Regions from separate parts of the Mus musculus genome. Here region 2 is linked to region 1. Evidence: chromatin contacts called from public Hi-C data. All regions are on one chromosome and are shown on one strand. Each heading gives the region's core, a stretch centred on a gene start, on an enhancer-like site or on the middle of the called end of the contact. The rest is flanking DNA. Distances are from core to core; before and after follow the strand shown.

The links. Hi-C and Micro-C count contacts between places; a contact is called where the count stands out from the background.
Region 2: a Hi-C map of the G1E-ER4 cell line shows a contact between it and region 1, with 5 times the contacts expected there. The contact joins the promoter of Tbc1d8 here to the enhancer-like site in region 1. A contact is called at or near these places in 3 of 39 promoter capture datasets (the 3T3-L1 cell line, 3T3-L1-derived adipocytes and hippocampal neurons), 1 of 484 Hi-C or Micro-C datasets (the G1E-ER4 cell line) and 1 of 9 other capture datasets (embryonic stem cells).

What each region holds. Positions count from the first base shown.
Region 1 is chr1:38,849,440-38,857,092 of GRCm38.p6, reverse strand. No RefSeq gene overlaps it. Among named protein-coding and RNA genes, the nearest start is that of Lonrf2, 17 kb to the right of the region's middle. Within about 2 kb of position 4,617, at least 2 of the 459 cell types and tissues checked have an H3K27ac peak or open chromatin away from gene starts, as enhancers often do. A contact at or near this core is called in the G1E-ER4 cell line, where this site is marked.
Region 2 is chr1:39,474,598-39,482,250 of GRCm38.p6, reverse strand. Tbc1d8 (TBC1 domain family, member 8) reads left to right here and starts at 3,504. Exons shown (of 20, transcript NM_018775.4): 1 at 3,504-3,811. The coding sequence starts at 3,685.

The DNA.
Region 1 (7,653 bases), core at 3,368-5,867:
TGACTGCTCTTGCAAAGGACTCAAGTTTGATTCCTAGTATCCACATGACAGCTCTCATCTGTAATCCAGACCAAGGGGGTTTGACACCCTTTTTTGGCTCCCATGGGTACTGCATGCACATACACACATGCAGGCAAAATACCCATGCACATAAAAAAAAAAAAAAAGAAAAGAAAAGAAAAAGAAAAAGAAAAAAAATTAAAGGAAAAAAACCTAATGAAAATAGAATAAGTGATTACCATACCTTAAAACTTAAAATATGAATATAATTAAAATTTTTCAGCAATATATTTCCTAATTGTCAGTTATCCAGTAGCATTAGCTACTTAAAACCCAAGGTTGTAGGTAACTAGGAGAGACCACCCTACAGGAAGGTTAGAAGAAGGCGCTGCTCCTGCACAGATCCAGGGACAACTGCTCTAGATGATACCCTCTTCCTCTCTCCATGAAGTATGCATAAACCGCTGAGATTAATTTTAATTACGTAGTGTTTCATAATTCCAATATCCCCACTGGTTCTTACCCGTTATATAAAGAACCAAGCCAAATATGGACACTGATGCAGCTTTACATAAAAGTAGTTGAGGACCTCAAATCTGTATTATTATTTTAGACTCTGTCCAAGGTATGTTAAGGGGTCCTCGAGCCTTACAACCTGTGTAGGAGTTTCCCAGCCAGTTCATGTCCACATCATCCTCCAGGGGGCGCTGCTCCTCCTTGTCTGGCTCCTGTTAAATCCTGCATCCCTCAATAAACTCACTTTGGGTGAAGGCATTTTAAGATTGTATTGGAAGCTCTAAGGATAAAAGTTAGAAAATACTGCTGTTTGGGATTAGGCCCAGGATCTGTGGAGTCAGAATTTGTTTGTTTAAGGGAAGGAAGAAACAGAAAGAGAGCCAAGTTTACATAGCGATTGCTAGATGCCTACGAGCCGTGAGAAAGCCGAGAAAGCCGTTTTGTCTGCTTTATCGATCATAAGTTCATAAAGCAAATAACAGAAAACTCTGCTTCTCAGAAGGCAATCCCTAACAAAAGGCTGCCGGCATCTGCGGGATTTTGTCTGGGATGATGGTGGCATGTCATTGGTCCTTCGTAGGACTTTATTGTGTTTTTGCTCCCTGCTGGAGCAGCCCCAGAAATAGCTGCGGCGAGTCGCAATCACTCCAAATCTTGCTCTGAGAGGAAGAGAGCCCAGTTGTGGGCTCAGAGCAGCTCTTCTGTTAGGGAAGGAAGGTCTCCACCTGCAGTGGGGGAAATAGCTCTCTGACATGGTGTGGTCAGTCTGTCTCAGCCTGCAGGGATCTTCCGAGGGTTTTGGATGAGAGTCAGGAAAATGATCTCTCTGTACCCATAGGGGGTTGGGGATTCATCCAGAAAAGCCACCCAAACAGGACTAAGTAATAATCAAGTATTTTGTACTAGTGCGCAGTTTTTCTATTCAAGTTATAGATAGTTATTCTACGGGGGGATGCATAGTAAGCAGAAAAATCAAGCTGCCTTTACAAAGCTTCATGTATGTCTGTCTATGTATGTCCATATGAGATCAGCAAGCCAACAGCTTCCATTCATAGCAAAGACATATAAAATGCATGTGTTACGCAATGGTGTTTCTCCTCTTAAATACTGTGCAGTCCATACAGGTGATTTTATTGTTTCTCCTATTATTGGATTGGCACTCACTAATAACCCCAGCTGTCTTAGTTAGGGTTTTACTACTGTGAACAGACACCATGACCAAGGCAAATCTTATAAAGGACAACATTTAATCGAGTCTGGCTTACTGGTTCAGAGACTCAGTCCATTATCACCAAGGCAGGAGCATGAGAGCATCCAGGCCGGCATGGTGGATAAGAAGCTGAGAGTTCTACATCTTCATCTGAAGGCTGTTAGCAGAATACTGACTTTCAAGCAGCTAGGATGAGGATCTTAAAGCCAATGTCCACAGTGACACACCTACTCCAACAAGGCCACACCCACTCCAACAAGGCCATACCTACTAATAGTGCCCCTCCCTGGCACCAGCCATCTGATTCTGCTTTTGCAATCTTAATGACAGGTGACTTTAAAGCCCCTGTGGGAATTGCATGGGCCTGTGATAACCTTGAGGCACCCAGGTGGGTGCAGCAGTACTGACAAGAAAATGAAAAATGGAAAAAACTGAGAACCAGTCCCGGGTCCAGCAAGGGCTGGCTGTGCAGAGTAGGTGTGAGTAGGACTCCTTTGTGTCTACCTTGTTTCCTTTTTAGCGTACTTGCTGGCTTGCTTGATGATTAAATGGATCTGAAAAATGTAACCAAATTCTACAAGGTCTCTGAAACTGAGGCACAAACTACTTTGCAATGAAATTGTGTTAGGACCTTAAGTGTATTGCGTTCATGCATCCGGTGTCTCACGACTTTATGGGGAAAATTCCTTCTCTGATGCTGTACAGGCTCACATTTGGTCTGTAAAGGTAAAAGAAGGCCATTGGGCTTCATCTGATCCATAGCCTCGTTACTGCTTAGCCAATACTAATCACTACTAATAAGGGCTGCAATCAGCTGCTGCAACCAGCTCTGAGCATGTAGCACAACGAGTGGCTGCTTCACACGGAAAGCTCTGTCCTGTGTACTGTGCATGGGTTCGGTGGTTGGAGGCTCCCCAGAGATGGTTTTTATATTTTCTAAGCCTGTATATTCCACACCTGATTTTTAAAAATTGTCTGACAAAGATCACTTTGTCAAAGGAAATGGGAGCAACTGCAATGATGTTCCCAGCATCCCCCCGCATCGGCCCATTGTCCATCCACTGTTCACCTTTGAAGCTTACAAAATCTTCCACCTCACTTTTGACCATCAATGCGTTTTCCCACAAAGTTTTAGTATAGGAACAACTGTGAAACTAAGAAGCGCCACCAAGGGATTACATCAGAGTCCAATGAGCATTATGCTTAGATCATAAATGGTCCCCAAAACTCATGATGGGTAGACATCAGGGACCACTACAACAGTGTTCAGAGATGGGGTCTTTGAGATGTAATTGGATCACAGCGGCTCAGGTCATACCAATGGATCAATCCATTTAAATACTAATGATTTAAGGGGAAAGCTACCTCTATGTGTGTGTCGCCTCTATGTCTACCCTCACTCCATATTTCTTCTCTCTCTCAGCCTGACTCTGTCTCTCTGTCATTCTGTCTCTTGTTATCTCATTCGTCTCTGTGAATATCTATCTCACTTCTGCCTCTCTTCCCCCACCCCCACCTCCTCTTCTTCTCCTCTTTCCTGATGTCACAGCATGACGATGGGAACAACTTTTCCTTGCCACATATTTCTGTCATGATGGGTTGCCTCACTGCCATGATGACCCCAAACTACAAGGCCAATCAGCTATGGACTGAACCTCCCTTAAGCTTCAAACACAACCTGTCACCCCTGTAAGCTCTCCTCTCACAGCAACAGGAGCCTCCTCGCACACTGGGTCAGTGATTCCTCTGTTCTTTCACCGACTTGACTTGTGAGGAGTCACTTGGCCCTGATGTGCCACATTGGCTTTTCTGCCAGTATAACAATACCACCTGCTAACTTGAGATGCTATCCCATAAGAACTAACAACATTTCCTTAAACTTCAATGTTGAGGAAATGTCACAAGCTAAAAACACTCTCAAGACCTTGGGTGCTTTAGTAAATAACATAGTAAATTCAACAATGACAGGAAAAGACCTTGGTTTTCTTCTCTACTTTGTGGATGACAAGTAGGTACAACTGTGTTCTTAAACACACCTGCTAGGAAAACAGGATGCAATGAATAAAGAACAGTATTCTTGGTATTTCCACCACTTAATGCATTCTTCTAAGCTGGGTATGGTGGCACACACCAGTAGCCCCCACACTTGGGAGGTAGAGACAAGAATACTAAGAGTTCAGAATCATCCACAGTTACATAGATAGTAAGACAGGCTAAGAAGTAGTTTTTTTGAGCAGCTTAATTCAATTGAGGATCTTGATGAACAGATGTTCAGCAACAACTGGCCTCTCATTGAAGCAGTCAGGAGCACTAGGTGCTCCACAGAACAAGAAGAGGAAAAAGAGGGCTGTGGTTTCAAACCGCAACAATGATACATGTATTGTTATTGTTTAAATATTAGCATAGGACCTATCTCACTGAAGAAGTCAAGTCACTGGGTGCTCCACAGACCAGGAAGAGGGAAGAGAAGGCCGGGATATCAAACAGTAACAATGTTACATGTCTTGATGCTGTTTAAGTATTAGCACAGGAACTTCCTTATTAATCACAGAAACTTTGTTACTAATCCATAAAGTCAGTTCACAATTTTCGAAGTGGGACATGTAACACATGACCAGGAGCACCGGGAGGGTCTGTGGTGCAGTGAAAGGAGCTGAAATTAGATGACATAAATATCAGATAAAGAGAAAAAGCTGAGCACAGACCCCCCCTCCCCCGCCATCTCCCTCTATTCTCATTACTTCTTTCACGTCCATCTCTTTCCTTCTTGCCCTCTGATGCAGTAATTCCTCTCATTATCCCATCAACACAATGAGCAAGAACATCAGCTACTGTTGTGTAAAAGGGCACATCAAACCTTGTGATGATATAAAAGCAACAGACACAATGGGACAGAAAGATAATTCCCTAGCAATAAATAACAGAAAATTATCTTTACAGAGCAGCCCAGTAACAAGGCTGTTAGAGGAAGATGATTATCAGATGGACATAGATTCTGAGCATCCACTGAAAACAGACAAAATGAGCCTGAGAAAGGAGACTGTAGTCCTCCAAGCACACCAAGAAGTACGGCACAGGGTGCTCACTCTTGTGGGGATACTCCAGGCTCAAGGGCTTCAGACAGAAGGAGCGACAGGAATGTGAGCAATACATCTGGAAAACTAAAGCGTACCCTGTCTGGTTGGCCCTTTTTCCAGCTCTTGCCAAGCATACAAAGCAAATAACTTTGCTCTTAGTTTGGAGTGGCACCTGGGGTGCCCACAGTGTACAGATGTCACAATGACCTTAAGCAGGAACAAGGAGAATCAGTCCAAGGAGATGAGCCACTTCACCCCTGACTTCAGAGGAAGTCCTTCTTTCTGTCCCACCCTGGAGGGAAGGGCCCCACAGATGGGGAACAATAGCTAAGCCATAGGAAGAGGGACTCCCAAACAGTGATGAATCCGCACAGGATCTAGAAGCAACAGGCACTGTGGCAAAGGCACAATGAGATGGACGTACCATGCTCCCCAGAGTGAGGAACTTAGGTAGCACAAACAGAAAACGACAAACCTGTGCAGTATCCTGGTAGTGTGCTTAAGCAGCGGGTGAATGTGAGGAAGGCTACATGTTGCAGTTGGCAAGGTCCACCATCATTACCTCTCTCCTTTTCCAGGTCCTGAAAGTTCATGGAGTCATTCATTCTCCAGAAACTTTGGGAAACAATCCCTATAGCTATCAAACAGGCCTGAGAACTTTGGCAAAGACTAAGCTTTTGAGATGTTTCTTTACTTTTCCTCTGGTTTTCAGCCTGGACAAGCTTTCTACATTGCTTTAAACAAACCTGGGGACACTTTTATAATCCTATGAATTATCTAAGTTTTCAAATGGAAATCATTGAAATTAATTTGTAATAAAGAAGTCATGTCAATGATTGCAAAGTCCCAAAAGCTAAGAGAGAAGCATGGGGCACCCTGTCCTTCGGAGACAGCCCTCCTGGTTTCCAGACTTAGGCTCCCAGAATGGGGAGAGTTCTGACTTACGTCACCTCGTTTGTGATACTTCCTTATACTACCTTGAGAAACTGACATAGATGTTAAGGAAAGAAAGAAGAGAAAGGGGTACGCTCCTAGTGTATTGATATCTTTATTCTCTATTTATGCTTCCCCTCAAATGTCTCTCTGCATTGGATTTACTACCTGGCATTATTTTTTTTTTCCTCCAAACCCAACCGTATTTTCTGTAGCAGTAGCTGTGCTATCCATAGGCTCCCAACCCCGACCCTGTTGCTATTTGCTTGTCGTCAGCTTAGTGACTCTGTGTTGTTTGTAGAGAACTCAACAACACACCCCACATACACTGTCTTCTACAGCTACCTCTTAAATAGCTAAGAGAGTAAGGGAAGAGAAACATGTATTTACTCCGCAGTTTATATTGATATGATTACCTTTCCTGGCAGTGGGTCCCTGTTTCATCCTGTCTGGAGTCTGTAGAACTCCTTTGCAGCTTTGATAAAGGCATTCTGACCACAGTAGATATCCTTGGGCATTGTTTATCTATGTCTTTGCCTCCCTTGCAGTTTTGTTGGATAAAGGATTTGGGGTTGGCAGCTCATCTTGTTTTCCTTTGAGACCTTTAAGTACATTATCCTATATTCTTTGGCTTCTGTTGTTTGTTGAGATGCTAGCTGGTGATTTTGCTGCGACTTCCTTTCAAGAGATAAGTCCTTCCTCTCTGGCTGCCTTCAGGACCTTCTTCCTGCCTGGCCTTTCAACAGGTTGACTCTGATGTGTGTACTTGTAGGTATCATTATGCATAGCCTACCTACAGCCCTGCGAGCAGCCTGGATTTCTACCCTGAAGATTTTCTTCAGTGTGGACGGGTTTCATTCTCTCTCTCTTCATAGTCACACGCTGTCCTGTCTGTTCTCTGCCCTTCTGCTTCTCCTGTCACATGCACATTAGAACGATTCACAGAGGCCTACGTTCTGAGGTTCCTTTTCTTCACTGGCTTTTCCTCCATTCTTCAAATTCTCTTTTTTGTCAATTCAAATCTATGGTTGAGACTTCATACAAGGGATTCCTTTATTCTGCTTTCCACTGGCCATAAGTGTGTGTATGTGTGTGTGTGTGTGTGTGTGTCCCATCTCCTTACTGAACTCTATACTTCATATATGTTGAGTTTGGGCCAGCGACTCACCTATAGAAGCTACTCTCTTTTCTCATAGCTGTTGTAAAGGAAACGGTGAGAGCCCTCTCCCTCGGTCTTCTGAGACTCTGTAATTCTCACCTCTTAAGAGGAAGTTCTTGCAGTTAGAATGCAAAAGGTTCCCCCATGGACTCCTGTGTTTGAACCCTTATACTATTTGGGGGTGTTATGGAACCATTATGAAGTTGAACCTGGATAGAGGATATGTCACTGGGGATGGGCTGAAGGTTTATAGCCTGGCACCACTTGCTGTCCTCTATCTGTTCCTAGTACGACTATGCAATGTGACTGTCCAGCCTCGTGCTCCTGTCACCACACCTCACTGCTATGCTAGACTGTCTCCCCTTGGAATTGTAGTCCAGAATAAACCTTTTCTCCCTTAATGTATTTTTTGTCCTGGTTATTTTATCACAGCTACAAAAAGTAACCAGGACAGATGTTTGTCAAGCACTTTAAGCTCTCAGTGCCTACAGGTGGCACATCTGTATGATGGACACTCCTTACAATGGACACAGAGAGAGCACTATGGGATACTCATCAACTACAGGGCTGGGGCCAGCCCTCCTCTCTGAAGGCCATAATAGGGAGCCCCTGCTTAGACTCAGTGGCTGTCTTTCCATGCATGGCATTAACTTTCCCAATAAATCCCTACCAAAAGACTTGCCTTAGTGTGCTTCTCAAAACCCAGAGACCTTGAAATGCAATGTTGTTTCTTCTTTCAGATCTATAGCCACAGTTCT
Region 2 (7,653 bases), core at 2,255-4,754, 630 kb before region 1:
AATAACCTCATCTGACTAATTATATCTGCATGCATCCTATTTCCAAGTAAGTCACAGTCTGGGGTGCTGGGGGGCGGTTAGAGCGCCAACCTAGACCTTTTGAGGGGTACAATCCAACCCAAGATAACACCATGAAGGGGTGATTAGCACCCAGAGGTGGCTGACAGGAGGATGCTGTGTGTGCCTGTGGATGTCTTCTTCCCCAGTTCCCCTGGATCTCCTTCCTTGTTCTGTGTCTGGAAGGCTGAGCTCCTTAGAGCGCCCTCTGAGTGTTTCTGCCTTCTATTGGCTCCTCTCTGACATAGGTGGTGGTGAAAGGCAGAGGCAGGAGACTCAGAAATGGGAGGAGAGGTAAGCCCCAGGAGCTTCTCTCTGCTCCCCTCGAGTCAAGTTAAAGAGTAAAAAATGTTTTAAATCACGCGTGTCTCTGTGGGTTTGTTCATGGGAGTGCAGTGCCTAGAGGCCAGAAGAGACTGCTGGATCCCTGGAGCTGTCTGAGTGCTGGCAACCAGACAGCAAGAACAGTAGTCTTGCTTCTAACCACTGAGCCACCTTTCCAGCCCCTACTTCTCTTGCTTTTAACATTTGACGGGGAAGCGCTAAATAATTGCAACCTGAGTGACTGTGGATGGGTCAGGAGATTTAACATTCAATCAGAACCACTGATAATTCACTGGGTGTGTGTAGCAGGTCCATCTGTTTTTTGCTGCTATCACAGAATACCACAGAGTGAATAATTTATAAAGACTAGAAATGTGCCTCACAGCTCTAGAGGCCAAGGCAGCCAGGAGCCTTTAGCCTTGACTTTGTGGCAAGCCTATGTGTTTTTTTTTTTTTTTTAAAGCTCTAGTCTAGCAAAAGGTGTTCTCTAGAGCTTTCTCAACCTGTTTCTCCAGCACCTGAAGATTCCATTTGTGCATCCCCATATCTTCAGCCCACGTCAATTTTCTGTGTCTGTTTTCCCATCTGTGAATCTCTAGGGCAGGTGTATAATAGTTTCCACCAAGATTAAAATATTCCATCCTGGGGCTGGTGAGATGGCTCAGTGGGTAAGAGCACCCGACTGCTCTTCCAAAGGTCCGGAGTTCAAATCCCAGCAACCACATGGTGGCTCACAACCATCCGTAACAAGATCTGACGCCCTCTTCTGGTGTGTCTGAAGACAGCTACAGTGTACTTACATATAATAAATAAATCTTTAAAAAAAAAATTCCATCCTACAGGGAAGCTCCTTAAGCAGGAAGGTAAACAAATAGCCTCAGGAAGGCCCTGAAACCGGCTAGAGTCACACCACCCGGTTCCACCCCCACCCCCACCCCCCACCCCTGCCAGCTACCCTTTCCTGCCAGAGTAACAATAAAAGCCAAGAGTCCCTCTCAGATGCAGTAGAGCAAGGCCACAAAGAAGACTCTTAAGCCCAGACCAGCTAGTTCCCTGGAAGAAGCAAAAACCAGCCAGCCCATCTGCCTGGAAGAGTGTAGACCAACCGAGGTACCTAGAAAGGACACTCTCCTGCCCTCAGGCTGTGCACTGTGTTTCTGGTTCCCAGCTTTGTGAGCTGTCACTCATGCTGGTGTGGGTTTTGGTGAGGCAGCTGTCTTTGAGTCATTTCTGGTCTTGTAAGTCACCTCTCACCCATATTCCTGTAAGTAACCCCAAGAAAACTCATTGGTTGACCAGGTTGGACTTTGGTGGCGTCCACACTTTGGTCTGTCATGGGATCGGTATCTGAGGTGAGTAGACATGTGTGTTGCATTTTCCCAGGAAATATCTTGTTACACAAAAGCACTAATATCCAATTCACCTCTATGGTTCTGGCCCGAAGTGCTTCAGAGAGCAAAGGGTGCCTGGGAATGTTTCGTGAAGGAATCTTTTCTTGCCACCCATCCCTGACTCCTCTGACTCTGGTGTGGCTCCAAGCCTGTGATTGTGGCTTATAAACTTCTGTTTTCTTGAGAAGATGGTTGCCTGTGGCTGGCCAGTGTACCAGCTTTCTCAATATCTCTCTTTCTTCTTCTTCTTCTTCTTCTTCTTCTTCTTCTTCTTCTTCTTCTTCTTCTTCTTCCTCTTCTTTCTCTCTGTATTTTTTGATTGGTCTGCAGAGAAATGGGCTTACTTCGTGGTGACATTTGTATACAACATGGCTCTAAAACTTGCTTATTTTCCCCTCCACCGTCCTCCCCATCCCCCAACCTCCCGTCTCACTTTGCTTTCTACAGGGCTACTGTCTGTTGGATCTGACCAGTTTCTGATCCTCCCCCAGGACAGCTTCTACTTTCCAGTTCTGTCCTACTTAACAACCACATTTTGTCCTTTTGTCAAAACCCAGGGACTAAGGGAACCTTTCCCCTCCCTTTGGCTAAGATATCCGATCTAACCACCTCCCCACAGAGAACACGTGGATCCCTTTCCCTCGGCCTTTTTCAAGGACAGCTAACATGTCTACTCTAGCCTAGAGAAAATATTTATTTAAAACCCTGTACTCACATGCCCCGTGGCTTCTCGTTACTATTACCTGCTCCCATGTTCTAGTGGGTTTGTTTTTTTCTTTAATGTTTTCTCAGAATAGACACAAGAGCCTTATTTTTTTCCGGAGAGGACCTGCAGGGGTGAGTCTCATAGTGGTGCCTTCTAGGTCCTATGTCTCTGTAAGACATTCAGTGTTCAGTATGGTCTGCTGCTGGACTCAGGTTTCTGCGTTGCCACCTCTCCTATAGCTTCAGTTGTATCCTTACAAAAGCATGAAAAAATATTCTGTAAGAGAAATAATAAGTGGGGGATGTCAAGAATGACTCCTGCTGCCAGGCCTGATGACCTGAGTTGGATTCCCAGGGTCCACATAATGGAAGCCAAGACTGACTCCTCAAAGTTGTCTTCTGACTTCCACGCGCCAAACTGTCTCTCGTGACCACCCCCTCCAATAAATAAAATGTAATAAAGAAGAAATGTAAATGTTTGAATTAACGGAAAGCAATTTCTCTGACCCTCTCCTTGCTGTATATATGGACTAAAATATGTAGCATTCTGTGTTAATTTAAAAAAAAAATGAAGAGCGCAGCATTAAAAAAAAATCCAGATACAATTGTCTCCAATTTTCAGTGTTAGCTTTTGGTTATTTGAAACTTGAACACACTCCAGTTTACTGGCGTGCATTGTGCTCTTTAAGGTTAAGACTCTGGGTTGGGCAACCTGCAGCTTGGATAACAAGATGTCTTTTCCCCCTAGGTCCTTCCTCCAGCTTTTAAACAAGGAGCGTGGAGACAACTTGCGCAGTTGCTCGCTTCCTACCGGGAAGGAGGGAATTCGAGACTCGTCCGGGACTAGAGGGAGGAGACCTGGCAGTGGCTCCGATTTCCTCCCGCCACTCCGGAACCCTGGCCGGGAGCCGCAGAGACTAGGAAACCAGGGAGGCGCCACTGGAGCCTCGGGGAGGGTGGAGGGCGTGGCTTCGGGGGTGGGCGGGACCGCGGCTGGTGGGCAGGGTCTAGCCGGGGCGGGGCCACGGCAGGCAGCGCGGGGTGAGCCCGGCGAGCTGTGGTCTCCGCGCTCCGGGGCTCGGCAGGCGCTCCCGCTTCTGTCTCCGCGCGCAGTTCCCGCCGCCTCCTTCCAAGCGGGCTCGGCCCGGTGCGGCCGGCTGCTGGGGCGATGTGAACCGGGACCCGCAGGCGCGGCAGGTTCGCCGCGATGTGGCTCAAGCCCGAGGAGGTGCTGCTCAAGAACGCGCTGAAGCTCTGGGTGACCCAGAAGAGCAGCTGCTACTTCGTCTTGCAGCGGCGCCGCGGGCACGGCGAGGGGGGCGGCCGCCTCACCGGTAAGGGGCGCGCGCGGCGGCCCGGCCCGGCCTCTGTCCCTGCCGCCCGGCCGCGTCGCAGGTGGTGTCTCGGTGGCAGCCGACGAGGCCAGGACGGCCCTGCCTATGGCTTGTTTTCCTTTTTCCTGCGTTTCTCACGCGAGCTCCGGTCGGGCTTGGAGCTCAGGGACCCACGGGCCGAGAGAGGCAGGTGCATCTGGTGTGACCTGGCTCGCGAACGCTGGAGACGCAGCTTCTAGAGCTTGCCCCAAGGCAGCGAGATCGGGGCGCCCTAGGGCCCCGCCAGGTGACAGAAGGGTGCGCCCAGGCAGGCCCGGACTTGGCCATCTGGACGCAGCTGTGGCTCCAGGTGGTGTTGCAGCTGCGGACTTCAGGCCAGATCATCGGGAGGTTCTAGAGATCCAGGACTTTCTGGCCCAGGAGGCGGGGGCTGTCTTCGCTTCGAGGGGAAACTGAGGCACTATAGTTGCGTAGCGAAGTTAAGCATGCCGCTTTTGTTTCTCCTTTCAATGTCTTCTGTGGAACGATAGGACAAAAATACGATAGGCTTTGAAGTTGTCTCCAAGCAAGGCATTTTCCCCTTCTAAAAGTTATGGCTCAAAGCTGTTAAGAGATTGGGATCAGCTCGCGTTATTAGCTAGAGCACCTGCTCAATCAGGGAAGGGGAATTGTCGTGTTTTGCCTAGGGGGTTGGAATGATTCCTTTGGTTAAGGAGCCACCTCTGGTAAAAGGGACTTCAGATGATGGTCCTTTCATAACCTTCTACTGAATGTCGCTGAGGGGGTCAACAGACCTAAACGGTGCGCTCGGGTTAATTGCTGGTGACTGTCTGCACCTGGGCCAGTCTGGAGACGGCCCTTTGGGAGCAGAGTCTGGTTGGAGAAATGAGGAATATGCTTCTACCTAAAATCATGTATTTTAGCTTCAGGAAAAGCTAGCAGGTGTAGGGTGGGGTCAGGGTCCACGATGACAACCGAGACTCTCCTGAGAATTCAGTAGTGGGTAGGAGACCACAGGATTCTGGTTGAAAGGGTTAGTAGACAGTGGAACGTTCTGGGCAGCTGAGTGGCCACGAACCCCCCTGAACAGGGACAACTTGTGCAGCAGGTGGGCTTCGTGGGGGTGGGGGGAGAGTTACAGTAGAAGGAAGGGGGCCTTTGAGCCCTTTGTGAGGCCCTGGGTAGCACCATGGAATTTAGTGTTGGACTGGAGAACAAGAACTTGGTAGCATCCTGCAAAGCTCAGTAGAGGCCAAGTGGCCTGAGAGGGCTGTGTATGTACAACACTGGAGACGGTGGCTTAATTGATGGTGGATTAAGTAGAGTATCTGGTGTATTAGTCATCTGTTGCAGAGGGTGACGGTAGGACAGGAGACTTGTAAACTGGGAAATAGGGAAACAGTTTGTCCCCCCCAGACACTTTTGCTGCTGCCCACCCACCCACTTAATCCACTGAGCCTCTGGGGTGTTTGATGGGCTTACTGCCTTGGGAAGGAATCAGTGGGACAGGTAAGTCAGGGCCTGCAGTCTTCAGATTATTCTCCATCCAGCAGGATCCAGATGTGGAGGGCGGAGCTGCCTATCAGTGCTTCGTGAGCTTCAGAGAGTTTATGACTCAGATGTACAGAGATCATTTGTATACGAGTTCAGTGGTGTGTTGTGATAGCCATGGCTTTGGACTTCTCTGGTGTTTCCTTTGTCTCCATCCTGTGAATATGTGGAAACTTCTCTCTTCTCTTGGAGACACAGGTTACAATGTATAATCCAGGCTGGCCACAAATTCTTGTTCCTGTTGCCACAGGCACATGCCACCATGCAAAAAGAGAAATGGAAACAAGGAGAAAGCCTATGGAGAGAAGATACTTTGTTTCTTAGATGCCCTTTGCAGTGTGACTGTTGACCTTTGAACATTTATTGAGCAACCCCACTTCGGGTACTCCCCTTGAGCTGGTCTCCACTCAGCCACACAGGACTGCCACCCAGCAGCTCTGGTCTGGCAATTGTTGGAAAATATGGAAATGCAGTGGGCAGATAATAGCAGTGTGAGAGTTTATGGATGATATTATGTTTAAAGGAAATAATAGGGGCTGAAATGATGAGAGTTGAGGCTGGTTCTAGACTTCTTTTTGCAGAGAAACCAGTAGACTGGTGAACAGGTCAGAGATAAAGAAGAGGGCACAGTAATCTTTTCCTCATATTGTTATGCTAAATTTGTTATTAGATAGTAGGAGTTTAGGCATACAAAAATCCAAAGGTTAAAATAATTTGGATTGCCCATTTTCACAAGCACAAATTTTTTCTGATGAGGGTTATAGTATACCCTCCTGCCTGCTCATTCTCTCTCTCTCTCTCTCTCTCTCTCTCTCTCTCTCTCTCATCCTTCCCTCCCTCTCCCCCCTTCTCCCCTTATACATGCCTCCATTTTTTTCTCCCTAAATTTCTGATTCTCTGACTTAGTTTTAACTTTTGTACTGCTGTGACCAAACACCAGCTGACCAAAGAATGCATTTATTGGGGGCTTTGTCGTTTCAGAGGCTGAGTCCATGACCATCATGGTGGGAGCAAGCAGACAGACATGAGGCAGACATGGCGCTGGAGCAGAGCTCTCATGATGAGATAACTACCTGAGGCAGAGAGGTCGGGGGTGTGTGTGTGTGGGGGGAGACAGAGACAGAGAAACACACAGAGAGAGAGGGGGGGGGGAGGAAAAACTGGGAATGGCTTGAGCTTTCAAAACCTCAAAGCCCTCTCCTAGCGATAAACCTCTTCACCTTTTAATCCTTCCCAAACAGTTCCACCAACTGGCGACCAGGATTTCAAATATACTAGACTGTGGGGGCCGTTTTTATTCAAACCACATTACATTCTCTCATGTAATATGCTTATGTTTCCTCTAGATGTTTTTTTTTTCTTAAAGCATATATATGTGTGTGTGTGTGTGTGTGTGTGTGTATGTATGTATGTATATATATATATATATATATATATATATATATAAAACTGAAGTTACTGATTGCTGTGAGCTGCCATGTGGGTGCTGGGAATCGAACCTGGGTCTTTTGGAAGAACAACCCAGTGCTCTTCACCACTGAGCCATCTCTCCAGCCCCTTCGATAGTTTCCTCAATTAAGTTGCCTGTTTATAAGGGTAGGCGTTTTAGCTTTGATGGTGCTTGGTTCACAATGTAGGCTCAGTGAGCATTGTAAGAGGAATAGGTGAAGAAAACATGTATGTGTGAGCCTTCTCTTTGAGGTGCAAGTTGGGTTCAGGCAGCACTGTGACTGTGACCAAGGCTATTGGACAGGAGCATTCCGTGCCTCTTCTGGGCTCCCTGTTTACCTGTCAGCTGACCACTGTGGGAAGCTGTGATTGGTAGATGGGTGTTGTGCTCCTCTTTATCCTAGTCTGCCTCCTTTATTTTAAGAGCTCCTGCTTTGGGGACTCTGGGAGGGACCATGGCATTGACTTCTCAGGTAGTCAGCAGGGGTGGGTACCCTTACCACCTCCTGAGACCCATTTTTCTTTGAGAGGAGGGGAGGCTAGAATATGAAATCCCGGCTCTGGGAACTTCTGGGTGGCTGCCACGTCAGGGTCAGGTTAGAACATGGTGAGATATTTCCAAAGCTGTGCAGGCAGAAGCGGTTTTGCCTCCCTGGGAAGGAAGGAAGTGTAGGCAGTGTTCACTTGGACACAGTCTACAGCCCATGGGAATATTGCTTATGAAAGTTCAGTCCACCCCGGGAGAACAAAGAGCCGGCATGTGGGAGGCAGTGGACAGACAGAGCATCCACCAACTCCACAACCTCCCCCAGGTCTGTCTGGAACGCTTTAAAGCAGTACGG